Linked DNA regions of Mus musculus: region 2 is linked to region 1. Evidence: chromatin contacts called from public HiChIP or PLAC-seq data. All regions are on one chromosome and are shown on one strand. Each heading gives the region's core, a stretch centred on a gene start, on an enhancer-like site or on the middle of the called end of the contact. The rest is flanking DNA. Distances are from core to core; before and after follow the strand shown. Region 1 holds the start of Jpx (Jpx transcript, Xist activator (non-protein coding)). Region 2 has its middle 39 kb from the start of Jpx.

What was found. HiChIP or PLAC-seq counts read pairs in DNA pulled down with a chosen protein or histone mark.
Region 2: an H3K27ac HiChIP or PLAC-seq map of microglia shows a contact between it and region 1, with 8 times the contacts expected there. The contact joins the enhancer-like site here to the promoter of Jpx in region 1. A contact is called at or near these places in 11 of 39 promoter capture datasets (the 3T3-L1 cell line, the C10 cell line, cranial neural crest and 6 more), 34 of 484 Hi-C or Micro-C datasets (the C10 cell line, CD4 T cells, CD8 T cells and 22 more) and 16 of 115 datasets of contacts at active chromatin or transcription factors (CD8 T cells, the SCID.adh cell line, astrocytes and 13 more).

The regions. Positions count from the first base shown.
Region 1 is chrX:103,491,344-103,496,829 of GRCm38.p6, forward strand. It overlaps Jpx (Jpx transcript, Xist activator (non-protein coding)), which reads left to right and starts at 2,215. Exons shown (of 3, transcript NR_015508.3): 1 at 2,215-2,357; 2 at 5,095-5,187.
Region 2 is chrX:103,530,403-103,535,598 of GRCm38.p6, forward strand. No RefSeq gene overlaps it. Among named protein-coding and RNA genes, the nearest start is that of Jpx, 39 kb to the left of the region's middle. Within about 2 kb of position 3,104, at least 127 of the 459 cell types and tissues checked have an H3K27ac peak or open chromatin away from gene starts, as enhancers often do. A contact at or near this core is called in the HL-1 cell line, the N1E-115 cell line, the SCID.adh cell line and 16 more, where this site is marked.

The sequences.
Region 1 (5,486 bases), core at 965-3,464:
TTGTTCCCATATGGACAAAAAGGGGTGATGAGGGAAAAAACCAGAAAGTTTTAGTCTATTGCCAAAGGCCTGAGTATGTCACAAGAAGTTTGTAGAAGATAAAGTGAGGCCCGGGGAAGGAAGGAGAATTGGGAATTTACAGTCATTCTCTGCTACGTAATAAGTCGAGGCCAGCCTGGAATAACGGGGGCCCTGTCTCAAAAACAGAAGAGCAACAACGATATGCATGCCTGAAAAGCCAAATCTTTAAAAATTAGCTAGAGTCACACTTTCCTAGGTACTTCTTTCAACAGTTTTGCCACAGACATTAGAATGAAGTTGGAAATGCAGACAGTTGGGCTCCCAGATACCCTGAATCAACTTTTATATTTGACTTTTGTTTTTTTTAAGTTTATAAAAACTTTTTTTTTTTTAGAATTTTTATGTGTGTGAGTGTTTTGCCTGCATATAGGTCTGTGTACCACACTCGAGCATGGTGTCAGAGGAGGTGAGAAGCCTCATGCAGCTGCTAGGCATTGAACCCCAGTCCTTTGTGAGAATATTAAGTACTCTTACACACCAAGCCAACTCTCCAGCCCTGCTTTTGGGGTGTTCAACAACAAAGATAAGTAGAAACCAAATACGCACCCAGAGAAAAATCACATATATACAAAAAGCCAGAAATTTGAGAGGCAATGTGTGTGTGTGTGTGTGTGTGTGTGTGTGTGTGTAGTGGCGAGGAATAACATAGGAGGAATTGGAGAAGGGAATGGGGGAGAATATGTAATTATATTTAGATTAATTTTATTTTTTAGTATAGAATAGAGTTTATTCAGGGCATGGGGAGGGGAGTTAAGAGGGTAGCAGAGGCAGGGAAAGGCAGAGAGAGAGAAAGAGAGAGTAGAGAACTAGAGGCTGGCCATGAGCACATGGAGAGAGGGGGAAGGGAATCTAGATTAAAAATTTAAATGGGGGGGGCAATAAAGTGGTTATAGTCACAGGAGCATATCAAATTGATTGTCTTGGCCATGGGTGTGTGTGTGTGTGTGTGTGTGTGTGTGTAATAATTTTCACAAACTTGCCATCTCAGAGAAACTCTAGGAGGAAGAAAGGATTCCAAACAGGCAAATTCTGGCTACAGCTGAGGAGAGCTCGCACAGGAAAGAACTGCCTGTAATGGAATGAAAAGAAGCCAGGGCTTTGCTGTCTTGGGAAAGAGGGAAACCAGTGTAAGGGAAAATGTGCTACCTTCTGGAGAGAGGACAGCCCTCGGCTCCATGACAGCTGTCCCAGGTTGCCTTAGCAAAGCCTTCCTCAAGCAGATATTCACTGAGGCCCCTTCGGCAACTTTCCAACATGGTTTTACTTAAATACACACACACACATGCATTTACTTCGTGTGTGTGTGTGTGTGTGTGTGTGTGTGTGTGTGTGTGTATACATGTTTGCCTGTGTAGAGAGATCTGTGTAGAGAGAAGTATGTGCCGGGGACTGAACCTGCATCCTTTGCTAGAGCATTAAGCACTGTTAACCACTGAGCACTCGCTTCTGCCCCTGTGCCTCGTGGTGCAATAGGTAAAATGAGAACTTTTTTCTTTCTTTTTTAAATGGAAGTGTAGTTCTCTGCCTTTATTGATAACCCAAGATCCTTTTCTAATTTGTGTGGTAACCAGTATTGGTGTGAACATCCAAAAGCCAAAGGAGTTATTGTCAGCTTCGGCCCTGTGAGGTGTCCAATAGGAATAGGACAAGGTATAATTCTGTCTTTATCAAAAACTAGGGGACATACCCAGGCCTGTGGTTTACTTTGCCACCTAGCCTCTGTGACATGTAGATTGCAGTTATAGCAGCTACAGCAATGCTGGCAGCTAAAAACACAGAAGGGGCTCCGAAAGAGATCTCGGGAGCAAAACACAAGCTGGTCTTCTATAGAAACAAAAAAGAAAAAGGAATTTCGGTGGGGGTAGGGGGGGGGTGGGGGGTGGGGGGTGGGGGGTGAGGGGGTGGCAAGAGAACAAATTAAAGACGGGCAAGAAACGCGGGAGCACGTGAAAGATGCTAACAGAGGCAGCCGGGAGAGGAACCGCAAGCGCTCAGTCATCTGCGGAAGCGACCGCGGACAGTCCCGGTCACGTTGCTGGAGCAGCCATTTAGGGACAGCCTGACAGCGCGGCGCCGCGCGGCACAGGGACTGTTCGGCTGTGACGCATGCTCTCCGCCCGCCCGACCCCCCCCCCCCCCCACGGCACCACCAGGCTTCTGTAACTTATAAAATGGCGGCGTCCACATGTATACGTCCTTCCCGGGATTAGCCAGGCAGCTAGAGGATGACTTAATAAGGAGAGTGGAGAAACTGGCCAATTAATGAACATGCCCTGGTGAGTGCCGGGTCTCGCGCTGTCAGAGAGATGGCCGCCGTAGCGGTCACCACGCCGACCCGCCGCAGCGGTCACCACTCCGACCGCATGGTCTGCCGAGCGGGACGAGTAGTCGGCGGCTGGCACTCCGGATTTCTCCCCTATTCCGCCCACAATAGATGAGTGATCAGTGCCCACATCACCGGACCTCCACGGATGAACCTGTCAGGCTGGGGAGGCTCATTCCTAGGAGAGATCGTGTTTTGAGGTTTCCTTTTGTTTTCCTTTGTCTAATTGGGGTTTGACGGATAGTGAGTGTCTCCAAAATGGAGTGTTTATTCTAGCTCCCCAGAGGCCTCGAAAAACGGCCTCAGTTCTTTCTCATCAACACTTAGTAGTTGATAAAACTAGCTTATTGGTAACATTAATTATGGTATAATAACGCTTTTTGCCCTATGCCCTTTTTATGTACTCCAAATGAGGACCAGAGTATGTTACTAAATTTGTGGTCTGGGAGCATCTGTTATAATAGGGCCTTATAGGGTGATCTGTGTTCTTTTGTTAGATGCTTACTTGGTCAAAAAGACATTTCAGTACCTTAGCTAGGCATTGCTGAATAAAGTATGAATTGTTGCAACCATTTGGAAGCATTGATGTAGCTATATTTAGAAAAATAAAAATATATATGGAGTACCAAGTTCCAATATCTGGAACTCAGTAGTCTGACTTTCACGGCTCAATCCTTCAGAAAGAGAAGCATCAGTATATAAATAAGGATACCTAAAAGAGGATGTCTATGCAGCTCTTTTCTTGTGGCAAGTGATAAGAAACAACCTGTGTATCCATTAATAGGAGGATGTTTTAAAAGTCTGTATATTTTGGCTCTTTGGTGTAAAAGATGATATGATAGCTTGTTACATTAAAAACAAGTTGTAGGATAATATGATCTCATTTTTTTCATATATGTATGAGGGTGACAAAGGAATGTTTGCTATTTTTAAAACATTTCGGCAGCTTTATATATTATGACCTATTTAACACAAATGCAAACACAGAGAATAAAATGAAACCCTAATATTAGAGTTGACGTTTTGCCATATTTCTCCACAGTTGCGGCTCACTCTTTTGTCATCCCGTAGATTAAGCATCATTTTTAGTTTAGTAATTGTGCTTATTTCCCCCTTTCCCCCCAGTATTGGTTGTGGAACCTAGGACACTGTGGTGCTAGACAGTCACACTACCACTGAACTATATCTAGATCTGTTCCCACTTTAAGATTTGCTTCTAATTGTGTGTGTAGGAATGTGCACATGAGTACAGTTATGGAAGCCAGAAGAAGCCATAGAATCCTGTGGAACTCGAGTTACAGGCGGTCGTAAGCCCACTTTTTGAGCCCCTTAATGAAGTCTTCTGTAGTTGAGGCTGTCCACGACCCTCACTACCCATTTCTAGCTGCCAAGCTTTGGGATTACAAGCTTGTACCACCATGCCCAGCTTGTCTCTCTTACTTTATGTGTAATAACCCAGGCTGGTCTTGATTTTTCTGCCTCTGCCTCCCAAATAGCTAGGATTATAAGCTCAGCTTCTCCACTTAATTTTTTTGTGACATGAGGATCTAACATGGCTGGTATCTTGCATGGGAGTTCTCAATATTTTGTAACTCAAGTCCCAGGTGGTCCAAATCCTCTTCTGACCTCCTTGGGTACCAGACACGTGATGCACAAACACAAAATGAAATAAATCTCATTTAAAATTTTAATAAATAAAAACAAAACTAAAAGTAATAATTTCTATTTGCATAGGATCTTACTAAGACCAGAATAGTCCATATTAGCAATTAATCTTTATTAATTATAGATACAGGGCAACTGTTGCCACTGCATAAACAAAGGAAGCTTTGAACAGGGCATTACGCGGGCGGCTACACTATAAGTCACTTTAAATGGTTCTGCATGCAGGCAAAGGAAGTCACATATTTGAATCTTGGGAATGCTATATTCTTTGGGACACTGATGGTACTTTTGAAGAGTAAACAATATAGCGCCCGAGACTCAAATTTAGAATGTTATTTCCACTTGTGTAAAAAACGTTACTGTGCCGATGGATCTTTCTGCACAGCAGTGGTTCAGGACTTTGATTCAGCTACTGAAAGTCAGTCAGCCAATTATGAGAAAAGACCATATGTGTGGTCCCAACGAGAGGGTTATCAGGACATCAGTGATGAATCTGACCTTTCTGAGATGTAACAATACCATCACTTAAGTTCTATGGAGATTTGAAGGCAAGAAACCCAGCAGGTTAGGCTCCAGTATGTGACTGGACATGTGACTCCCCCAATATGACCTTTGTAAGGCTCAGGAGAAAAATATCCTGCTGCTCCACCCTTCGGGTAACACCAAGGGCTCTGAGACTGTGTTCATATCAATTTCTTTCTTGTGTTTTTGAGACAGGGTCTTGCTATGTGGATTAGGCTGGCCTGGAATTCCCAATCTTTCTGCTTCAGACTTGATCCATCAAACTTATGGCTATTAATTGACTTTCAGCCATTGAACTGACACTGAAAAACAGGCAAATATTTCAGTTTAATAATTCCAACATTCAGTACGTATTTAAGTCTGATACTAATACATGCTGGATTTTTTAATTTTAAACTGTGTTGTCTTTATTGTTTTGTTTTACTTTTCTTTCTATTGTCATATAACACACTGACCAAAGGCAAAGTAGAGGAAGAAAGGATTTATTTGGCTTGTACTTCCAGATCATTAATCCACCACTGAAGGAAGTCAGAGCAGAAACTCAAGCAGGGACTTGAAGAAGAAACCATGGAGGAATACGGCTTGCTGGCTCACCTGTGCGTACTAGCTTGCTTATACATCCCGGAACCACTCACCCAGGGAATGATGGCACCCATCAGGCCAGTGTGATTTGATCAGTCTCTCAGATGACTGTAGACTGTGTCAATTTGACAGTTAAAGGGCATGTGCTTTGTATTCTCTCTCTCTCTCTCTCTCTCTCTCTCTCTCTCTCTCTCTGTCTGTCTCCCCCCCTCATTTCTCAGGTTTTTTTGAAAGTCAAGTATGATGTAGCCAGTAAAAGGAACTACAGTACATAGGCCTGTAGGGCTGTGGTAGTAAGATACGTGGTGATTTG
Region 2 (5,196 bases), core at 1,854-4,353, 40 kb after region 1:
TTCTAGATGAACAAAGGGCTGTAAATAATTTTATGGTGGAAAAGTACCCTGCTACTTACTATGCTTTTGTTCATTGTACATAATTATAAAATAATTTTAATGATCATTTGTTTCCATGACCGCTTGATGTAAATTAGACAAACTGTAGGTAGGGCTTTATACCCTTCTTAATTTTGTTTTCAGGTACTGTTGACATACATTTTCTATCATTTGAACTGGCATTGTTTGGTACAACATTAAGGGATATGATGATTTGGGTTTTTAAGAAAATAACATTAAATGCAATAATTTTATTTATCAAAAAAAAATTCTGCCTTTCCATGAATGTCATGTAGACATTTCTAAAAAGCGAACCTCAAAGTCTCCACTTGGAACTTCCATAAGGACCAAGACTCTTCACCATCTGACCAGCGTTCCTTACTACTCTCTTCTATCTCCCATTTGTCCCTTCTGCCCTCTTGCTATTAAATCTGATGGAACGCACTGAATGTGAGCCTTCATGCACCCAGAGTGTGCAACTTGAACGCAGGTAATACTGAAGCCCAACTGGTAGATATTGTGCATGCAGGGTCTGGGTCCATATACAAGGTAGGCCTCTAGTTATCAGGGCAGCTGATTTGACCATCCTTCCAAGCTCCTCCAATGTCTGTAGAAACTCGCTAAGGAGCAGAGTACATCTCTGTCACAGCTTCAGTCTGAACAGACCTGGCATACATCAGGTTGAAGTGGAAACTTAAGGGTTCATTGGAAACTTGGTTGAATGGTGTTTTGCTAGGGGCAAACATGTGAAGGAATGTTTAGCTGAAGCAGAAACAGGAGAAAGGATGTTCTGCTAAAGCAAGCATGCTAGAGGACACATGATGAAGGATTCTTTGAGCCGGGTGTGGTGGCGCATGCCTTTAATCCCAGCACTTGGGAGGCAGGGACAGGCCGATTTCTGAGTTCAAGGCCAGCCTGGTCTACAAAGTGAGTTCCAGGACAGCCAAGGCTACACAGAGAAACCCTGTCTCAAAAAACCAAAAAAAAAAAAGGATTCTTTGCTAACAACACTCATTTCTTGGCCCAGCTTACATTGTGTAGTTGAGCTGCATTTGTCAGTACTCCATAGAGAGAAACATACCGAAAAACTTCCCATAGTGTGCTGCAGTTTCTTGTTGCTTCAATGGACTCGGGCTGATTGGCCAAGTAATGTCAGCTGAGACAGGTGCGCATACTGAGGCAAGACCTGTGGAGGACACGTGATGTTTGGAGGGTATAACTAGGACTCGATGGACAGTGATTGAGGCCAAGCTTGGACTGCTTATAGAGCTAGCTGTGAAATGCACAATGTGTGTGGGTCTCCAGTCTTGGATGATTTTCCGCTTCCCTGAGAGAGGCACAGCTGGGAACTTCTGGTGTCCCTTAAGGTCCCTCCTGCTGACTTGTGCCAATGCTGAGGCCTGGCTGTCTCTGCTAGGTAGTGCCATCACTGCAGATACCTGTTTGTGTTTGCAGTGAAGTGTTTGCACTGCGAGTGGATCGGGCTGCCACTGCTAACCTGTAAACTAAACTGCCGATTTCCAGACAACACAGACAGGAGTTGCTCCAGAGAACCTTTTAAAAAAGTCTGCTTCCCTGTATGCTTTCTTTCCCAGTACTTCTGGTGGGTAGTAGTCTACAAGGGAGGTTAAAGCATCTAAGATCCATCCATTATTAAAAATGGGTTTTGAGGGCTGGTGAGATGGCTCAGTGGGTAAGAGCACCAGACTGCTCTTCCGAAGGTCCATAGTTCAAATCCCAGCAACCACATGGTGGCTCACAACCATCCGTAACAAGATCTGACTCCCTTTTCTGGTGTGTCTGAAGACAGCTACAGTGTACTTACATATAATAATAAATAAATCTTTAAAAAAAATAGGTTTTGAAAAAAATTAAAGTTTCATCAGGTGCTCAAAGTTCCCATAGCCCACAAGGGAGGAAGACTGCCATGTGCCCCTGCTGTGGTACACAGAGGAAAGAACTTTCCTGTGTCAGCTGTCTGGGGACATCCTATAGTCCAGGGAGCTTCTCTCAGGGTTTAGCTGTGTGTTGTGTGTGTGTGTGTGTGTTGTGTGTTTGTGTGTGTGTTGTGTGTTTGTGTGTTGTGTGTGTGTGTGTGGTGTGTGTTTCCATGCCTCAGAAGCAAGAGCTCTGTTTCTCCTTTTCATCCCTAGGCTTTGGAAAAGTGCACCACCTTGGTGTACATGGCGCTGGCTGCCTGTGCCTTTGCTCTTGTTCCACATCCCACTCCTTCCTTCCCTGGTACCAGTGCCTCTCTCTGATGAGCTGATGAAAGCTTTAATCCCTAGCTCTCCTCTGTGTGGAGGCTTCCCCTTTAAGGGAGGCAGGGCAGCTGCATTCAGCCTGGCTGGGGAGCTGCCAGCTGCAGCTCCTGCTCTGGCCTCTGCTGGTGGCTGCAGTGTCTCCTCAGAGGGTCCCTCCCCTCAGGCCTGTCTCCCCTCCTGTATTGTGCTCCTGCTCTTAGGCAGCAGTACTGAAAAGCCTCATGGCACAGGCAGAAGGCCTGCCCCTCCCCCGCCCCAGCCAGACCTAGCTTTTCTTCCTAGGCAGGGATGTGACAAAAGGCTTCATCTTCATGCCTGCTCTGGCTCTGTCACCAGCACAGGCCAGGAGGCTGTCTGCTGGGTGGAGATGCTGCCTTTGAGTATGTGTGTTAGGGGCTGGGGCAGGGAGACAGTTATCATCCAGAAACCCAGATGTGGAGCTGGACAACCAGGACATGAGGAGCAGTGGGCCTACCTAGGGGCTTACAGGCCAGCCCCAGCAATACAGAGGACCCCGTAGTCAGGAAGGAGAAGCCACCACAGAGAAAATAGTGTTTTCTTGTGCTACCTGGTTTATGCAAGGATATTTGGAGATGGCGTTTTAAAAGTAAAAGAAATACTGTCTTGGCACATACTGTTCTTCACCTTTCTTTCAGAGGAGAGGCTCTGAGACAGGTTTCTTGCTAGTTAAGCAGTGTGGTTCCTGCTCCGCCGCCGCTGCTGCTGCTGCTGCCACCGCTGCAGCTGCCAAGGGACAAGCAACAAGCAGCCTTTGTGTCTATCCAGAGCCTCATGCTGAGCCAGCTGCCCGAGTCGGTGTAAACACGACACTGCTTAGCCCAGCTCAGTTTGTAATCCCTGGCCTAATGCAGCGCAGGTGCATTTTGAATGAGCGCACTTCCTTCCCCGCTGCAACTTATTACTGTCAGGATGCCAGTGGCTCCTTTTCTATAGTCAAAACCAGAAAATATCTGTGACCTGGGATGTTTGCACGGAAATATGAGTGTCCCAAAATCGCTCTCTGAGTGTAAGCCTGCTGCTAGTGGAGGCTGTTGTTAGCACCCAGAGAGGAGATGAGCTGGTATTTTCAAGGAGAATATTGTTTATCACATGCACCAAATCATTAAATCACCAGTACTATTTAGTGGGTGCTTAGATGTCTGTGTTCATATTATCTGTGCATAAAAATTCCCGAGAAGAAGCTGTGTCTTGCTCTATGAACAAAACTCTTCTGGAAGAGGTGTCTGTGTCTGCAGAGACTGATGATGGGTGAATTGGGATTTCAGGCCTGTGGAGAGATTGGAATTTTGCTGGTTCAGAGGTTAATTACTTTGTCTTGGGCTAGTTTTAGCTTTCTGGAATGCCTATTGTTTGCCAGGCCATTGTATTCCCTTAGCAGGACACTAGCTTCTGCCATTCAGTAGCTAAGAATGCTTGCTACCAGCTTGTATTTTAGGCCTATAATTATCACCTTCCATCTTGTTTTACTTGCCTTACTAGTTTATCCATCAATATATTTTAAACTTGCCTTGAGTTTTATAACTTTCTCTGCTCTGTAAAGCTATAAACCTTCATGAAACTGCTTCCACATCAGAACATGAAATTTCATGTAACCTAAATTTGTTTTCTTGGCCATGGTTATTTAAAATAACTCCAAAATAAACTAGTTCTTATTCCTTTTCAGATGTGATTTTTATAACAACAGATTAAATAATACTGTTTAATTCTATGTAACCTAAGGTTACTATTGCTATGATGAAACATCATAATCAAAGCAACTTGGAGAGGCGATGGTCTATTTGGCTTATGCTTCCACATCGCTGTTCATCATCAAAGTAAGTCAGGAAAGAAACTCAAATAGGGCAGAAATTTGGAGGGAGGAGATGATGCAGAGACCAAGGAGGGGTGCTGCTTGCTGAATTATTCTTCATGACTTTCTCAGTCTGCTTACAGAAATCAGGACCACCATTCCAGGGATGGAATTACCCATAATGGGCTGGGCCCTCCATCATCAGTTACTATTTTCAAAAATTCCATACAGAGGGAGGATTTTTCTCCCCTGAGGCTCCCTCCTCTCCTAGCCTCTGTCAAGTTGACATAAAACTGGCTAGCACAAATTCTCAGCCTATAACGCAGGTGAATATTATCTCATTTTACAGGTGAAGAAAGAAAGGAATAGAGAATAACTTCCCCAGATCTCTCTGTTAGCGACTGGGCCATATAACTTTTCCCCAAAGAATCATTTTTAAACCTTTCCTCCCATCACACACCAAATACCACCCTTTCCTTGGGTATACAGACTAGATCTCAGAATAATATAGAACAGTTTCCTGATTACTTTTAGGTCCCTGCTAAGGGCAAAATATAAATAGAATGTTTCATTTACTCTTGGGATGGAGAGCAGACCGAGAGAAAGTGTCTCCCAGAAGGGGAGCATAAGTAACAGGGCACAGGGTGTATCATATTCCAAAATATACAACCAGGCATGGCAGCTTCTGCCAGTAAATCCAGTTCCAGGGGCAATTAGGCAGTAGAATTACCATGAGTTTTGGGCCACCCTAGCCCACATACAATCAGAAAAGCAAAAACAGGGCTGGAGCTATGGTCCAGCATTTGCCTATATATTTAAGGCCTCGTTATTAGGAGCTTGGTAAACATACAGAGAAGCAAACGCAAAATACTAGATGTACAACTTACAGTCTTTGTTGTGCTGGTCATTAAACTCAGGGCTTCACACATCTTAGACAAACATTCTACCAAAGAATTACAACCCTTTTTTATTTCTTTATTTGTTTGCGTGAGACAAAGTTTTCTATGTAGCCATGTCTGTTCTGGAACTGCCTCTGTATACCAGACTGGCCTGGAATTCAGAGATCTGCCTGCCCCTGTCTGG